Linked DNA regions of Pan troglodytes: region 1 is linked to region 2. Evidence: chromatin contacts called from public Hi-C data. All regions are on one chromosome and are shown on one strand. Each heading gives the region's core, a stretch centred on a gene start, on an enhancer-like site or on the middle of the called end of the contact. The rest is flanking DNA. Distances are from core to core; before and after follow the strand shown.

Region 1 (3,967 bases), core at 694-3,193, 210 kb before region 2:
GGACCCGGGCAAAGTAAATTTAAAACCTTCTGAAAGGATTCACCTTTCTAGATGCTACCAAGAACATCTCTGATTCATGGGGAGGATGTAAGAATATCAACATTAACAGGAGTTTGGAAGAAGTTGATTCCAACTCTCTTGGATGACTTTGAGGGGTTCAAGACTTCAGTGTATGAAGTAACTGCAGGTGTGGTTGAAATAGCAAAAGAACTAGAATTAGTAGTAAATCCTGAAGATGTGACTGACTTGCTGCAATCTCCAAACTAACAGATGAGGAGTTGTTTCTTATGGATGAGCAAGGAAAATGGTTTCTTGAGATGGAATATACTCCTGGTGAAGAGGCTGTAAACACTGTCCAAATGACAACAAATGATTTAGAATATAACATAAACTTAGTTAATAAAACAGTGGCAGGATTCCAGAGGATTGACTCCAATTTTGAAAGAAATTCTACTGTGATTAAAAGGCTATCAAAGAGTATCACATGCTACAGAGAAATCCTCTGTGAAAAGAAGAGTCAACTGATGTGGCAAACTTCATTGCTGTCTTATTTTAAGAAATTGCACCAGCCACCCTAGCCTTCAGCAACTACCACCATCAAGGCAAGGCCCTCAAGGAGCAAGATTACAACTCGCTGAAGGCTCAGATGACCATTAGCATGTTTTTTAGCAATGAACCATTTTTTAAATTTATATATATAATTGGTTTTTAGACATAATGCTCTTGCACATATAATGAACTATAGTATAGTATAAACATAACTTTTATATGCACTGGGAAACCAAAAAATTTGTGTGTGACTCATTTTCTTGAGATATTTGTTTTCTTGTGGGGGTCTGGAATCAAACCCACAATAACTCTGAGGTATGCCTGTAAATAATATATAATGTATATGTGCATGTGTGGGTGTGTGTAAGTGTGCATGCATGTGCGTGTGTGTGTGTGTGTAACTCCAAGGACAAAGATGTGAAGCACTTACACCAATCTATTAACAGGGAGAAGAAAGACAGGAAGGTAATGGGATCTTCTACCTCTTACTCTATATGCTTCTGTACCATGTAAATGTATTACTATAAAGCATTTTTATATTTGTTGTGGAATTAGAAAAACAAAAACATTAGTATATATAACATTGTAAACCCTTAACTCCACCGCTGTAACTCAGTTATAATATTTTTAGTATTCTTTTCTAGCTTTATTAAATATTTCTATTTTTAGTTAGATATTTTATATCTTCTTAGACATCATGTTTTCATATTACTACATGTTAAAATAATTATAATATTCCATATTCTGAATGAGCCATAGCTTCAACTTTTCTTCAATTGTTGACTATTAAACAATCTTATGAAGAATACCATCCATATTACATTTTTCATGTTTTAAATTCTTTTCTTGCAAGAAAATTCTTGAAATTGGATTATGGAATCAAAGGATATGAACAATTGTTCTGATGCATCTCAGTCTTCCAGTGAATGTGCAGGCCCATGTAACATGGACAGTCTTCTGTGTTCTCCCTAAACATATATTTCCCATGGTGCTCCACAATGTTAATTCTGCAGAAGCTACCACTCTGCTGTTTGCAAATGTTACTCGTGCACTCTTTCTTTTCCAAAAATGCCTTCAACACCTTTAAGGGGATAATGTTTTCTGAGAAACAACGAAAACCTTATTCAGTGCCTCCATATATTCTAAAGCATTAACCAAACGTAAGAAAAAAGATATCAGAACTTTGCCTTCTTGTCATGGCCATGATATTATTTTAACAGCTAAAAATCAAGGTTAGTTGAACCAAAAAAATAGTTAAACTAGAATTGTAAGAATAAGTATTTTCCCTGTGGACTCAATTTTAATTTGAATGGAGAAAATGCTACCTTGAACAGTTGCAAGTAGGTACATTAGGAAACTGCAATGAGCCTATGTTGTCGACAGGTGGCGGAAGAGGACCACATCAAACCCCTGCCGCCGGCACACTAGTTCCTTTTTGCCCCTTTGAAAGCTGTAGCTGTGGACTCCATGAGGACTTCAAAGTAATTAAAGCGGCTGCCTTTCACCTTTTCAAGAGTTTGTTTCATCTGATGTATCTAGGAAGAGAGGGGCTTCCTTTGGGGTCCCAGTGGTCCCTTGGAAGCTCGCCCTTGGGTCTTCACACAGATACCCCCTCCACCCTGTAGCGTCCTGTTCACCCCACTGCCTTGCAGGCTGATGTGCGGCACGCTTCACCGAAGCTTTTGGGTATTTAAGGACACTACAGAGCAGAAGGTTAAAAATTAAAGTTTTATGCTAAGTATGACTTCCTCTTATTTTGGTGAAAAACTAACCTTCCTTCCTTCCTCCCTTCCTCCCTCCCTCCCTTCCTACCTTCCTCCCTCCCTCCCTTCCTTCCTCCCTCCCTCCCTTCCTCCCTCCCTTCCTTCCTCCCTCCCTTCCTTCCTCCCTCCCTCCCTTCCTCCCTCCCTCCCTTCCTACCTTCCTCCCTCCCTTCCTCCCTCCCTCCCTCCCTTCCTCCCTTCCTACCTCCCTCCCTCCCTCCCTACCTTCCTCCCTCCCTCCCTTCCTCCCTCCCTTCCTCCCTTCCTCCCTCCCTCCCTTCCTCCCTCCCTTCCCTTCCTTCCCTTCCTTCCTGAATGAGATGGAAGATCTCACTATGTCTCCCAGGCTGGCATCAAACTCCTGGGCTCTATCAGTGTTCCCACCTCACCCTCCCTAGTAGCTGGGACTACAAGCATGCCCCACCACACCCATCTCTAAGGCTCCCTTCACAGGAGGGTGCCTTGGGATGCACAGAACTCCTAATCATTCTTTCCTGCTCTCAAATCCAGGCCTCTTTATAGGGAGAGGGAAAAAAAATGTATCTCTCCTTCCTATCTCACCCAGGCATTCTTCACCCAAGATTTAGGAGACCTCTTCCACTCAAAGGAAGTCATCCTAGGACCTCATAGAAACTCATCCTAGGACCATGCCTGTTCCTAGGCAGTGCATTTCCAAATGAAATATTCACACTAATAATTCCTCAATGGCTTCATAGATGCAATCAGCCACCACCTGTATCACTGCAAGACCCCGGGGTCCATGGCTGAGAGGGAGGGAGCCCTGCTGGCTTTGGACTTCAAGGCCTCCTGGCATCCAGGGCAGGCAGGTACACTCTTAGTATGGCTGTCTTAGAGATCTTCCCATGGCTAAACATGCAGGTGAAGGTGGACTCAAACCCACAGACCTTTGAGCAATAAATGTTTATTTTCCCAGAAAGTTGTCTCCATTTTTAGGAAGGAAGGGATATTTTCCCAACTTGCCAAGCAGAGGAGTTCAAACGTCACTTTATTAGGCAAAGCAATGTTACTTCTTGTGTTTTGAAGTCACTTCTCCCCAACCACCCGCCGAGCCGTTTTTTTTTTTTTTTTTCAAATTATGCATCTTTAGGCCAACCAGGAATAGGAAAGGGGCCTATGTCTAAGACATTCATTTCTTAATGAACATTCCCTTCAGTACACAAAAGCTAGACTCCCTTAACTTTGAAATGCCATGTTGTAGGGGGTAGATTCTTAGGGTCCTCCTCAGCCTCAGCCTGTGGGCAGGTGGGAGTTGGGTAGTTTTGTTCTTTCACTTACATAACTAAAAAACCAAGATGGGAGGACTGGACGCTCTGTGTAACCACAGATATCACGCCATTGAAGGGTGCGGTCCGAATGAGAGAGTCTCATGTGTTAATAATTATCTGCTACTCACAAAATGGTAGCCCTGCCCAGTAATCCAGCTAAGGAGCTAAAAAGAGAATTTTTCATTTTTGAGGCATGGACCTACCCCATCTGGACCTGTGGAGAGCCTGTTTCCATTAAAACAGCATTTACCAACCTGGTCATTTCGGTAGCTGTGATTGGCTCAGGTGAATGAAACTTAGCAGTAAAAATTTTCATTTATCTCTTTTGCATGGAAAAACCTCTAAGACTGGGGTAAATGTGCTTCCACA
Region 2 (4,392 bases), core at 1,194-3,693:
TGCTTTTTAGTGAGCAGCCAAAAGTTTGCCTTCAGAACAAAACGGGACTCTTAAACTCTGAAATCTAGTATATGCATCTCCACTTTCTTCTGGATCTATAGTTAAGCTTCCTTTTTGAAGAAACAAAGTTCATACTGAAATGAAAATTCAAATAGTGCTAGGTAAGTATGCCTCCCCAAAGCAATAGGTTTTATTTGCTTTTGACAATGCCTGATGGTATTGTTGTTTGTTATCCGCCTGAAAATTCTTGTAGTTAACTGCAGTCAGTTAAAGATAGTACCAGACTTATAGAGATAAATATCATTAGGAATAACTTTAGAACAGGTTTTTTTTTTAGCTAAGCACAATGATGTGCACCTGTAGTCTCAGCTACTTGGGAGGTTAAGAGGATCACTTGAGCCCAGCAGTTAGAGACCAGCCTGAGCAACATAGCAAGACCTCATCTCAAAAAAAAAAAAAAAAAAATTTCAATCCTAGCACTACTGGCATTTGGGGATAATTCTCTATTGCGGGAAGCTGTCCTCTGCATTATAGGATGTTTAGCAGCATGCCTGGCCTCTACTCACTAGATGCCAGTAGACCCCTGGGGGTCAAAATTGCCTTGGCTTGATTGAGAATCACTGCCTTAGAAGAATTAGCTGATTATCAGGCTTATATGAGTATAAAATCAATAGTCATTTGAAAAGGGTATATTGTTATTATTTAGAAGCATAAGTGTAGATGTGTAGCAAAAGTTCATTTATATTGCTTCAATTTATTTTTTTGTAATTGTCATATAATTTACACGAAAAAGAGTTGAGTTCTTAAGTGTTCAGTTTGATATATTTAGACAATTGTGTTTTACCCTAATTTTAAGAATAACTTTTTCCTTTACAGTTGAGCCAAGACTTTACAAAAATTATCTTCAACATATATCCCCAAGTTACTTTATGAAATACTAAATCTGGATGTGTAAATATCAGGATGACAAATCCTAATATTGTGACACTACCTCTTAAAGTGATATTAGCCTAGGATACTACAAAGTTTTCACCTTGGTATGAAATTGTACAAACCCTTTCAGTGTTTGTTCTATATACAGAAGGCTCTCATCTTCCTTATTTAATACTTACAGTCTTATTTAATACTTAATTATTTTTATTATTTAATACTTATTTGTTTAATACTTATTTAATACTTACAGAAAGCTCTCATCTTTCTTATTTAATACTTACAGTCCACCCATGAACCCACAAAGTCACCTGGGAGTCATTTTAAACAATTCCAATGATAGCCTCAAACAATGCAAGAGAGGCACTTCCCTTTTGCATAATTTGAAAACAGGATTAGAGCAAAATCTGTTTTGAGACAAAATGTATCACAGTGGCTACAATAAAAACGATTGGTCCCTATCTAAAAGGATAATACTTCTACAGGATTCTCTTTGTAGAGGTCAGAAATATAAAGTAAATTAAGCATGTAACAATGATCTATGTATTTTCTTTCAAGCCTGACATTTATTTCTGTTTCCTGTTTTGATTCTGGCAGGTAGATGAACTCTATGAAGCTTATTGTATCCAGCGACGCCTCCAGGATGGTGCCAGCAAAATGAAGCAAGCCTTCGCAACATCCCCTGCCAGCAAAGCTGCCCGGGAGAGTCTGACAGAGATCAATCGGAGCTTCAAGGAGTACACAGAGGTATAACTCACTAACCTGCTTAAGTTGCCGAATCCCATCTGGCCTGGTGTGAATTGTTGGTAATTGCCAAGAACAAGGCAAACAGCAACCCACAACCTCATTCCACCCTCTGGAAAGATAGGTTTTACTGTTAGCCTAAAAAGTATGCAAGAAAGGCAATCGGTAGAATTGCTTAAAATGAATGAATAAGCTGGGAGTGGTGGCACGTGCCTGTAGTCCTAGTTATTCAAGAGGCTGAGGCAAGAGCATTGCTTGAGCCCAGGAGTTCAAGGCTGCGGTGAGCTACGATCGCGCCACTGCACTCCAGCCTGGGTGACAGAGTGAGGCCACATCTCTAAAATAAAATAAAATGAATGCGTAAACCACATTGCCCTGATTTGTGTCATTTAAACACACTTCTAAATATTCTAGTGTAAATCGAGCCTAGTTTTATCCCTGGAAGTGGAGCAGACCCTATGGTTCAGATAGCTACACTGGATGTCAGTGTTGGATCAGTAACCCTCTGCCTACAATGTTTTTTTTAATTGTGAGAAATTTTTATCATAAAGGAGCCAAGATTAAGAACCATGAACAGAAGTGTGCTTTCCTGGTTTCCAACTCTCTGGGGCCCAAGCATCTGACATAGAGAGGTCTTCACTCCTCCTGAGGTCACCTAATACCAATGTCTTTGATGAAATGACTAAATTATTAAAGCAGCACTCCTCACTATCCCATGAGTCTTTGTTCAGAGATCAGATTTCATGAATGAAGTCATCAGCCTGTAGAGGGTCTGTTGGACAATTCCCAGAGCTGAGCATCTGGTTCAGCCCTGGGATCAGAAGGACAGCTTGGATGACTGTCAGTAGGATCCCTTTGTGTGTACACTCCCGTGTTGCCTCTTGTCTAAACCAAGTTTCTCTCTTTATTTGACTTAAAGCAGGGCTTCTTTACCTAAGTTCCTCCTTTAGAATAATTTTTTTATTATTTTTTGAGAGATAGAGTCTTGCTCTGTCACACAGGCTGCAGTGCAGTGGTGCGATCTTGGCTCACTGCAATCTCTGCCTCCCGGGTTCAAGTGATTCTCCTGCCTCAGCTTCCCAAGTACCTCTCCTGCCTCAGCTTCCCAAGTAGCTGGGACTACAGGTGTGTGCCACCACACCTGGCTAATTTTTGTATTTTTAGTAGAGACGGAGTTTTACTATACGTTGGCCAGGCTGGTCTCGAACTCCTGATCTCAGGTGATCCGCTAGCCTCTGCCTCCCAAAGTGCTGGGATTACAGGCGTGAGCCACTGAGCCCGGCCTAGAATAATGTTTTTTAAATGCATAAAATAAAATACATAGGAATTGAAAAGAAGAAAATATATTGAAACACAGTTATTTCAATATCATCAGTATAGTTTTCAAAATATTTCAAAAGTCAAATATGTGACATAGTTCTATGCTGCTGCTTTATTAACACATCAAATTATAAGATCTAGTAGTGGCTCTAATAACTACTGAAACATCAAAGTAATGAAAAGTATAAATGATTTTTTAAAAAGTTATCTGCAATAAATAATGTGACATGAACATATATGTGATTTCTATCAGTGTCAAAGTCACAGGTATGGCTAATACTGCTGTGGCTTGTTTTCTACCTTCATCATACCTAAACATGTTTAATTTCAGTTAAATGATAGTGAAAATAAAGATCTGACTCTTCCCACCCTCCCCCATCCTACTTTATAGAGCTGCAGATTGAAAATTCCTGGCCTAGAAGCAGTCCTAGTTCACGAGACCCCACTTCTACAGATCTCTGAAATGAGGAGAGCCGTTTCCAATTATAAAGGATGTTTATAGGACAAATGCAGATAACTGACCAGCAGAATGCAGGGGCTGCCTTTGTTGGCATATTTGCAGGTCATTTCAGACACAGCCACCCTTGATCAAGTGCCAGGGCATGGCATCATGACCTTGCTCACAAATTCAAAGACATAGAGTGCAATTTAAACTGCCTTAGAGAAGAAAGAAGTCCAGGGCTTCTGTAGCCTCATACCTCATTTGGTATCAGGTGGTTTTATATCCTCATGGCCGGGTGCAGCGGCTTATACCTGTAATCCCAGCACTTTGGGAGGCCAAGTTGGGAGGTTCACTTGAGGTCAGGAGTTCAAGACTAGCCCAGCCAACATAGCGAAACCCCGTCTCTACTAAAAATACAAAAATTAGCCGGGCGTGGTGGCGGGCACCTGTAATCCCAGCTACTCGTGAGGCTGAGGCAGGAGAATCGCTTGAACCTGGGAGGCGGAGGTTGCAGTGAGCTGAGACAGCGCCGCTATACTCCAGCCTGGGTGACAGATAGAGACTCTATCTCAAAAAAACAAAAAAGCAAGAAAGAAATACATCCTCACATAACCACAAAAGCCAGCATGTTATTATGATGATGGTTTAAAATGAGGATTTAACAATGAGGTCAAGGTGGCTCAGGTGCTTTTGCGTGTGCAGCAATGTTCATCAGTGGCTGTGGGCGGGGGGGGTGCCAGGGGGTCGGGGGAGGAAAATTTTGACCATGGATGTCCTCAAGTCTTAACCTAGCTGCTCTCACGTTTTTCAGAGATACTGGTAGCAATCCTGACATGCATGATAGCATAGTTGATATGTCTGGAAACTGTGTTTCTTCACAGAAGTGCCCAATACTCTGAGGAAATAAATTGGTTTATAATACTGAGGCTTTGTTTTCAAGGCTTTCAAGCTACACA

The links. A called contact is a pair of places that touch in the nucleus more often than the background predicts.
Region 1: a contact with region 2 is called in a Hi-C map of stem cell-derived neural progenitor cells, with 5 times the contacts expected there. The contact joins two enhancer-like sites. A contact is called at or near these places in 3 of 7 Hi-C or Micro-C datasets (blood, induced pluripotent stem cells and stem cell-derived neural progenitor cells) and 1 of 1 other capture datasets (stem cell-derived neural stem cells).

The regions. Positions count from the first base shown.
Region 1 is chr5:31,035,942-31,039,908 of NHGRI_mPanTro3-v2.0_pri, reverse strand. No RefSeq gene overlaps it. Among named protein-coding and RNA genes, the nearest start is that of RIPOR2, 29 kb to the right of the region's middle. Within about 2 kb of position 1,943, at least 1 of the 24 cell types and tissues checked has an H3K27ac peak or open chromatin away from gene starts, as enhancers often do. A contact at or near this core is called in stem cell-derived neural progenitor cells, where this site is marked.
Region 2 is chr5:30,829,037-30,833,428 of NHGRI_mPanTro3-v2.0_pri, reverse strand. RIPOR2 (RHO family interacting cell polarization regulator 2) reads left to right here. Exons shown (of 23, transcript XM_063812147.1): 8 at 1,528-1,677. Among named protein-coding and RNA genes, the nearest start is that of ARMH2, 60 kb to the right of the region's middle. Within about 2 kb of position 2,443, at least 3 of the 24 cell types and tissues checked have an H3K27ac peak or open chromatin away from gene starts, as enhancers often do. A contact at or near this core is called in stem cell-derived neural progenitor cells, where this site is marked.